Regions from separate parts of the Pan troglodytes genome. Here region 1 is linked to region 2. Evidence: chromatin contacts called from public HiChIP or PLAC-seq data. All regions are on one chromosome and are shown on one strand. The core of a region is the stretch at or near the end of the contact, and the rest is flanking DNA. Distances in the headings are between cores, read along the strand shown.

Evidence for each region. HiChIP or PLAC-seq counts read pairs in DNA pulled down with a chosen protein or histone mark.
Region 1: a contact with region 2 is called in an H3K4me3 HiChIP or PLAC-seq map of stem cell-derived excitatory neurons, with 6 times the contacts expected there. The contact joins the promoter of OR5A2 here to the promoter of DTX4 in region 2. A contact is called at or near these places in 5 of 7 Hi-C or Micro-C datasets (blood, induced pluripotent stem cells, a lymphoblastoid cell line and 1 more) and 1 of 1 datasets of contacts at active chromatin or transcription factors (stem cell-derived excitatory neurons).

The regions. Positions count from the first base shown.
Region 1 is chr9:61,650,135-61,654,300 of NHGRI_mPanTro3-v2.0_pri, reverse strand. OR5A2 (olfactory receptor family 5 subfamily A member 2) reads left to right here and starts at 1,273. Exons shown (of 2, transcript XM_054661742.2): 1 at 1,273-1,515.
Region 2 is chr9:61,401,421-61,405,685 of NHGRI_mPanTro3-v2.0_pri, reverse strand. It overlaps DTX4 (deltex E3 ubiquitin ligase 4), which reads right to left and starts at 2,702. Exons shown (of 9, transcript XM_009440478.5): 1 at 2,488-2,702. The coding sequence starts at 2,698.

The sequences.
Region 1 (4,166 bases), core at 24-2,523, 250 kb before region 2:
AAATTTCCCAGATCTTAACTCAGTATCAAACTCTTTCATAGTTAGTTGGGGTTTACTCTTTCAGCATCAGAATTTCCTAGGACAGTTTATCTTCAAACTTAGATAAGAATGTTTCTTTTGACGATGGACTTCCTTGCCTTTTCATGTTCACAGTTGATTCTTGAAGCCATTTACCTCCTTTTCTGTCAACAATCTTAGTTGCTAAATTTCTTCCCTAAATTAAGCCTATTACCTTGTAAGTCAAGAGTCTCAGTAATTATATGCCTTTATATAGAAGACATTTCTCTCATTTAATTTTTTTTCTTTTGAGACTGAGGATTGCTGACTTAGTCTCCATGAAATAGATGAATTCATTTTTTATAAACTTTATTCCTGAAGAAAACATTTAAAAAAACAGGAAATCAATGTTTTGAAACATCAGACTTTCAGGACTGGAGGAATTCTTGGAGAGTGAGCCCAATTCACTCAGGCTGGAGGGGTTAATTGACTTGCCCACAGTGACTCATCCAGGTAGTGGCATTGCTGGTAGTAGCACCCAAAATATTAAAAAGAGAAAAGAAGAGCCCCATCAAGCCCTTCATCCCATCCAGCCTCATTAAAAAAAATAAAGAGAAAAGAAATCTTTTCATCGTGATGCAAATAAGTCACAAGAAAAAGATAGAAAGGAAAGACACATTTTTGGCCATGACCCAAGAAACAGAGTTAATGACATCATTAGTTTACATTCATTGAGTGATTTCTGTTTGTTAGGCACTGTGCTAAGCCTTTCTTATTCACAGCTTATTTAATTATCACAACTCTGTTGAGGTAGGTATTCTTGTTACACCAGTTTTACAAATGAGGGAGTTGATAAGTTTAAGACATTAAACAACATTGAACATGTTTATATTGATAAAAGGGCAGAGCCAGAATTTAAACCCAATTCTCAGAGTTGGAAACATGTGTTTCTAACCAGTATATTTCAGCACAAGGCTTGGTGTGTTTATGTGTGGTTTACTTCTGATGAAATTTCTTTTAAGCAAAAGGCGTCTACTAACCCAGCAGGGAGTCTTCCTGGACTCAAATCAGGGAAAGCTCAGAGAAGAATAGGTAGGGGAATGGAAAGAGGCTCCCGTGATGAGCGGTTGGCTCTTTTCGCCACCACTCCAGGGAACAATTAGTGCTCAGAAATGTTTAGCTCTAATGATTGCTGGGCTTTTTATGTTGGACCCTGGAGTGAGTGGCAGAGGGCAGCCTCTTGGGGAAAGAATGTGGCTACCTCTGCCCGTTAAAATAATGAACTCCCACAGCCCATTTATTTGGAAGACTTGTTAACAAAGGAGCGGAGATTCCAGAAGCATGGTTTACTATTTACGTGAGGCCAAAGCATAAGAAATTGATGGAACGAGAAACCAGCCATGGAGCAGTGGGAAATGCAGATGACCTGGTTTGCAAAAGATGTTATGGCAACAAAGCAATCAATATTTCTTCTCTTGTAGCACAAGATTGCAGGACCCTTCTGCCCAATGCAATCCAGTAAGTCCAGCTCATTCCCTCCTACCTCATCCATTTAGCAGCAAATCACAACTATGCATTTACAGCCTATTCTACCTTTTATTTGTAAAATGGGGCGAGAAACGCTGCCACTTCTTGAGTCTATTAGGAGAATTAAATGGTTTTATAAAAATCAAGTCTTTCAAACAGTACCTCGCACACAATAAGTACTAAATAACTGTTTGATTATATTATTATATTATGATCGTTATATGATTATTGTTTGTGATTAATTATATATTATGTGTTTTGTTATTATAATAATAACACACCAAATATAGTAAGTCATAGGCCAAACCCTTCTGGTAAACTCTGAAGATAAGTGGTGGAAAAAAATCTATTTATTCAGCAAAATATTTACTGGGCACCTATGTCCCAGGCCCTGTTCTTTGTACTTATGATAAAACTGCCTTTGCAAAATTATAACTGAGGAAATTATGACAGTCAAAGAAATCATATCTACCTGACTCCATCTTGCTTCTAACCTTTAAGCTGTCTTTGTCCATTCTTGGGCATAAGCTGAAGTAACTTTGGGAAGGAATTCAGTTCATGGTTTGACTCTGAAACAAAATTAATAGCAGCTCTTTCCTGAAGAGACCCCCCTTTTGCCTAGGGACCAGTCTGTCTTTGCAGGACTAACAAATTAGCTGCAAGATTAGAAATTACTGTTTAGGGGTCATGCAGCCTCCGACTCCAAGAGTATAAACCTTCCCAAATTGGTCCTGGGGATAACATCACTATTGTAAAACCTAAGATCAGTGCTTGAGATATTTTGCAGACCCTGCACTAGATGGATCAGCTGACACCACCCAGACCCGTTAACTGGCTCAACCAGTTCTGCCATCCCACCCAGGAACAGAAGACAGCAAGAAAAACTCACTTCGACCCATTTGATTCCATCTCCAGCCTAACCAATCAGCATTCCCCACTTCCCAAGCCCCTACTCGCCAAATTATCTTTAAAAACTCTGATCCCTGATGCTCAGGGAGACTAATTTGAGTAATAATAAAACTCCAGTCCTCCTGCACAACCAGCTCTGCCTGAATTACTCTTTCTCCATTGCAATTCCCCTGTCTTGATAAATGAGCTCTGTCTAGGCAGTGGGCAAGGTGAACCCATTGGGTGGTTACAAGGATAGATCAGGAAACAGAATGGGCAAAACTCCCTGCCTGTCTTTGAGTAACTTACATTCTGGTAGGGAAGATTTCACCAAGATAAGAGATACCAAATTCCTCTTACTTCCTTTTTGATAGGATTAAATAGATTGATGTTTTAGTGAAGATCAATCTAGGCTCGTCTTGGTTTTGACTGCTTGACCAGTGATTTGAGGGGAGATTAGAAATTTGTAAAAAACACAAAGCTAGGAGCAGTTTTTAATATGATAAGTGACACAGAACCACAGTTACCATTGGGTGCAAACATGCATGGGCAAACAAATTCCATACAAATAATAAAATACAGCAACCTTAATTTCACCACTGAGTCTTTCTCAGGGCATTTCTGCCTCTTTATACGCATTTGTATTTCCTAATTTTTAAAAAAAATTTACTTTTTTTTTGAGACAGGGTCTCACTCTGTCATCCAGGCTTGAGTGCAGTGGCACAGTCATGGTCATGGCTCACTGCAGCCTAGACCTCCTGGGCTCAAGTGATCCCCCTCACCTCAGCCTTCCAAGTAGCTGGAACTACAGGCGTGTGCCACCACACCCTGCTAAGTTTTGTATTATTATTATTATTATTTTTTGAGACGGAGTCTCGCTCGGTCACCAGGTTGGAGTGCAGTGGCATGCGATCTCAGCTCACTGCAACCTCCGCCTCGTGGGTTCAAGCGATTCTCCTGCCTCAGCCTCCCCAGTAACTGGAACTACAGGCACATGCCACCATGCCCAGCTAATTTTTGTATTTTTAGTAGAGACAGGGTTTTGCCATATTTTCCAGGCTGTTCTCAAATTCTTGAGCTCAAGCAATTGGGCTGCCTCCACCTCCCAAAGTGCTGGGAGTGAGCCACCGTTCCTGGCCTGTTTCCTCATTTTGATCTTACATCAGTGCCAGTCTGTCTTTCTTAACTGCCAGATATGTATGGGCTTACCTCTTGTCTTCATAGTCATCATCTGTTCTGGCCTGATGACATCAAAGTTGTCCCTTGCTTATCACTGTCTTTAAATATTGAATGAACCCTCTTATCCCTGCTGCTTTTCTTGCCCAGGAAATATTGATTGCTGTTTGTTCTTGACCACAGTGGCTCAGCCCATCTCAGTCAGCTTAGGTACGGCTCCCCTTTCCCCTTTATCGAAACCTGTTCATATCCCTTCTTTCCTATAATTGTGCTGACTGTGCTAGTCCAAATTTTTGTCATTCTATGAATTTTGTGCAATGACTTTTATTAAGAGCATTATATAATTAGAATAAATGTTCTGGTCTTAAGCATGCTAAGTGTGTGTGTGCATATATATGCACAAACATACACATATATACAATTATCCCTGCACACATACATATAACATATATATATACACAAATATACATATACACACAAATATGTATACACACACACACACACACATTTTTTTCCCACTTAGTTTTACTACCTAGAAGAATAGATTGTTAGACCGTTGCCTGGATTTCCTCCACCAA
Region 2 (4,265 bases), core at 1,453-3,952:
CAGGGGACTTCCAGATCTCTTTTGTTTATGGGGATGTTTCTGGTTCCCAGCTTTGAATTATGGCTTAAGGATGGTGGGTAATTTAATTAAACATTGGGAGGGCTTGGCTGAGGTTGCCTGGGAGCCACTGGTTTAAAGTTCCTACCCTGTCATGGCCTCATCAATGAGATTGAGAGGAACTATGAGTGTGTTGGTGGAGAAGGGAGAGGAGGGGGCTCAGAGCTAAGAAACCCAGAGATTCTTCTATTCTTCTTTGACAAGCACCCTGACAGACCCAGCTTTTCTGGGAATTCAGCCCAGTGTCCGCAGCACCCAGCACAGGCCCTGGCGCACAGCAGAGAGGTATTCAGGATGGCTGACTGACTCTAGCAATGAGCGGATGAAACCACAGCAGTCTGATGATAAACACACCCTGAGGCAGCCTTTAAAATGATTCAGGGCAAGTTCTCTGCCTGAGGTTTAAAGTCCAGGGAGCACCAGCCTCTGACTAAATTGCTCACCACCAGGCAGTCCTCAGGTAAGAGTGATCAGACCTGGGAAACGTAGCTTCTTTCCTTCCACCCAGTTTTCTCTACAACTTCGCTTCTGTAGAAAGGGTCATGAACCTTTGTAGATACCTTGCCTATCCTAAGTACCCCCAAACACAGATTCCACCTTTGCCCTTTCCAAATGTGGGAAAGGGGCTGAGACGTTTCTGTCACAAGGGTGGTTTTCCAAATGCTGCAGAGATTTACTCTGAAATAGAAAAGCTAACACCTGCTTTTTTTTTTTTTTTTTCAGGACTGGAATCCCCTGTCAGGTGCTTTAACTGCTGGTCTCTCTCTCTCTGGTCCCACCTCCGTGGCTCAGCTCCGCCCAACACACACCCCCTCCACCCTACACACACCCCCTCCACCCTCACCTTCTGATGCCTCCACCCTCACCTCCACAACCTTTACCCAAGTTGCACAATGACATTCTCTCCCTCCCCCTCAGCCACACTTAATCCTCTTTCTCAATCTCCCCACATTCCTCTCTATTCTCTCCTCCTCCCAGTTTCCCTCAGCTCCACACAGGGATGAAGCCCCTCCAGATTCTAACACTTCCAGAATCCTCTCCCCAGAAAGCTCTCCTCAATCAGCCAGTGTCTGCAGAGTCCTTGGCAAAGGGGTTGCTGGGAGTTATGACTAAAGATGGGGACATGAGGGTGGAAAGATACCCCTTTCCCATGACAATCCTAATTAGCACACAGGATGTGGGGGCTTTCCAAGGAAGCAGAGAGACTCTGCTCAAACAGCTGTTCACTGGGGAGGGCCTTTCCGAGTCATCTTCTCTACTTCCTCCCCAGCACACCGGCCTCTCCAGGCTCCTCGGTTGCACTCTTGGGAAAGCCGAGCCAGAATTCCAGAAACAATGGCCCCCTCCCCACCTGTCACTGACGGAGGCAGAAACTCTTCCCGGGTCATCGATTAAGCAAGGACCAAGCAAAGAGAGTCAGTTTTGCTCTCCCTTGGGCAGCACCCCCACTCCCCACCCCCCAAGGCCCCATCCTGGAGGCTCCCTTCCTGGCTCTGACCTGGAAAGGCAGGTCAGCTGGGAAGCGGGTTTGTGCTGGCTACAGTGACAACTTGATTCTCATGAAAAGATAGGAGTTTGGCGCTCCAGGAGACCATGGGTTCCTTACAGGCTATGGTTTCAAGAGGAAGCCTGGGGACAGTTTCTCCTTAGGAATCTGCGTCCTCCTCCTCCGCAGACAAAGGGAGCGGCTTCCCTGCCATGCATTCCGAAGCCCCGAGCCTCCCCCTCCTCTCTCCATCTGCTCCGGCCTGTTGCTTCCGCGCATGTAGTGTGTAGCAGAGGCATTCGCCAATGCCGCGGCGTCCAGGGTACCCCAGCCCTAGTCTCTCCTCCCAGGGAGCCCGGCGCTTCCCTTACCCGACTGTAGCGAGAACCTCCGGGGAATCCCTTCTTCCTCCCCCAGTTCCCACACCCAGGACCCAGCTGCGGGGAGGCATCCCACACAGGAGACGCAGAGGCAGTGAGATCGGGGGTGAGGGGACGTGTGGCAAGCCCCAGCGTGCCTGAAGCAAAACAGGGTCAGGTCAGCCAAGGTGCCGGCCGCCACGGGATGAGGGCAGGAAGCCTTTGCGAAGGGCTGGGATTGCCTGTAGTCTGGGGCGGCCCTAGAATTTCTACATGGAAAGACTTAGGGCCACCAACTGCTGAAAAGCGGGGGCATGAAAGGGGTGGGGAGTGGATTGTTACCGACTAGGTTGAAGCTGGGTTTGCAAAACCACAACACTGATACTATTTGCATGGATGTATAAGGGGGAGGGAGGATCCTGCGAGGATCCAGCGGAGTGAATCGCCTCCCACCACCACCTCTTGGTGACACTGCTGCACAGAAGTGCCGACTAGGTGGCCAAGGTGGGTTCACAGGGAGGGAGGTACCTTGGCAGGTTGGGAAGGTGGGAGCAGGCGGGGCGGGGTCAGGGGCGGCTGGCTCACCCGTGTCTTGGCGGAACTGGTTCATGGACTGCAGGTCGATGATGTAGGGCGCGAGACGGCTGTCCACCTGGCCCAGCACCACGCTGCCCCCCGCGCGGGGGCCGGCGCGGACCACCGCCTCGATGTGGTGGCTCACCGCTGGGCTGTAGGGACGCCAGCGGCCGTGCTCGTTCAGCCATTCCCAGACCACCACGGCCGAGGCCAGGAGCATGGCGAGCCCGGGGCTGCGGCGCTGCGCGGCCCGCCTCCCGGGGCCCGAGCGCCCGACCTCCTCCGCTTCCTCCTGCGCCGCCGCCTCCGGGCCTCGACCGCGCCCCCTGCCCCGCGCCCCGCCGCCCCGGGCAGCCTCAGCTCCGGCCCATGGGCTCCTCCCCAGCCGTGCATCCACCGGGGCCGGGACACCGGGGCCGCCTGGCTGGGACTGCGCGCCGCCGCCGCCGCCGGGGTCCGCTGCTGCTGCCGCTGCTCCGTGGGGTCGAGTCGCTTCATGCAAATGCCCGGCTCTCTGCAAACAGGCCCCTGCCTTGCAAAAGCCACTCGGCGGGCGCGCGGCCCGAGCCCCGGCGGCTGCGAGCTGAGGCTGACGGCGAGGCGAGGACCCAGCCCTCGCACCAGTTGCGCCTCGGGCTCTGCAGACGCCGGGGTGGGATCTCGCCGCACGGCCGCGCTCGGAATGGCACGCTCTGGTCCCCTCCCCTCTCTCCCTCCCTCCCCACCCCTTCGCCGCACGAATTGCAGTCGCCGCCGCTGGGAGAGCTCCCCCTGCCTGTGGCTCTGCTCAGTTCCTTCCAGAATGAACCACCCCTCCCAAGCGGGGCGCTAAGGCAAACCCGCGCCCGCGTGTGTTTCCCTGGTTCCTTGATGCAGAGAAGCGACCCGCCATGACACGGCCCCAGGACCACCACTGTCGCCCAGCCGCAACTTTGCAGCCTCCTTCCCCCAAATGTAATTGTCTCTCTCTCTCTTTTTTTTTCCTTAATGCAGCATGATCAGTGTTCGCAGCGCGAACTGGAGACACGCATTGTCTCGGGGCTTGCGCACGCACTGGCACACTCACAGTCGCACACACACGCGCGCGCACCCCCACTCCTTCCTTGCCCCGGCTCCTATTACCTCATCCTCTCCTGCATCCTTAGCTGTCCGTCAAGGAAGCAGAAGACACGCCCCCTGCTGCTCGGGCGAGTGCCCTGGAGCTTACCCGCCCCCTGCTGGCATAAAGTGTCGTGTGCCGGCCAGTGGCCACTCCAACCTCTGCTGAGACCCAGTCCAAAGGGATGCAGCAATTTCGCTAATGATGGATTTATATTACCTACGTAGAGAGCAAATGTGGTTTTTCTGGCCAGATTCAACGTACTAGAGTCAGGAAGACGCATGTTAGATTAATTTTATCTGCATCGTTTCTGTAACTAAAATTATGAAACACTAGGAAAAACACGAGCTAGACTTATTTTGATCATCAATAGTTAATATGGAAAATAACCTTAAATAGGTAGGTTCTGACTAAAAGGGAAGACTGAAGTCAGGATTATGCATTATCCTTGTCAAAGAACACAAATTTTGTTTTGTTGAGATTGCAAACCACATAAAACAACGAATCGAGTCTTATCAAGATCCAAGTTATAGGATGCGGGAAAGTAAAAATTGATTATGTGTTAGAGAATGGGATTGTGAATCTTTTTGAAATAATCAATTTTTTCATAAATATCATATGACCCTTTTATGTTTTAGAAGAGTTGCTTCCCCCTCCCTCTCCTTGCAGCTGTCATTTCTCCCATTGT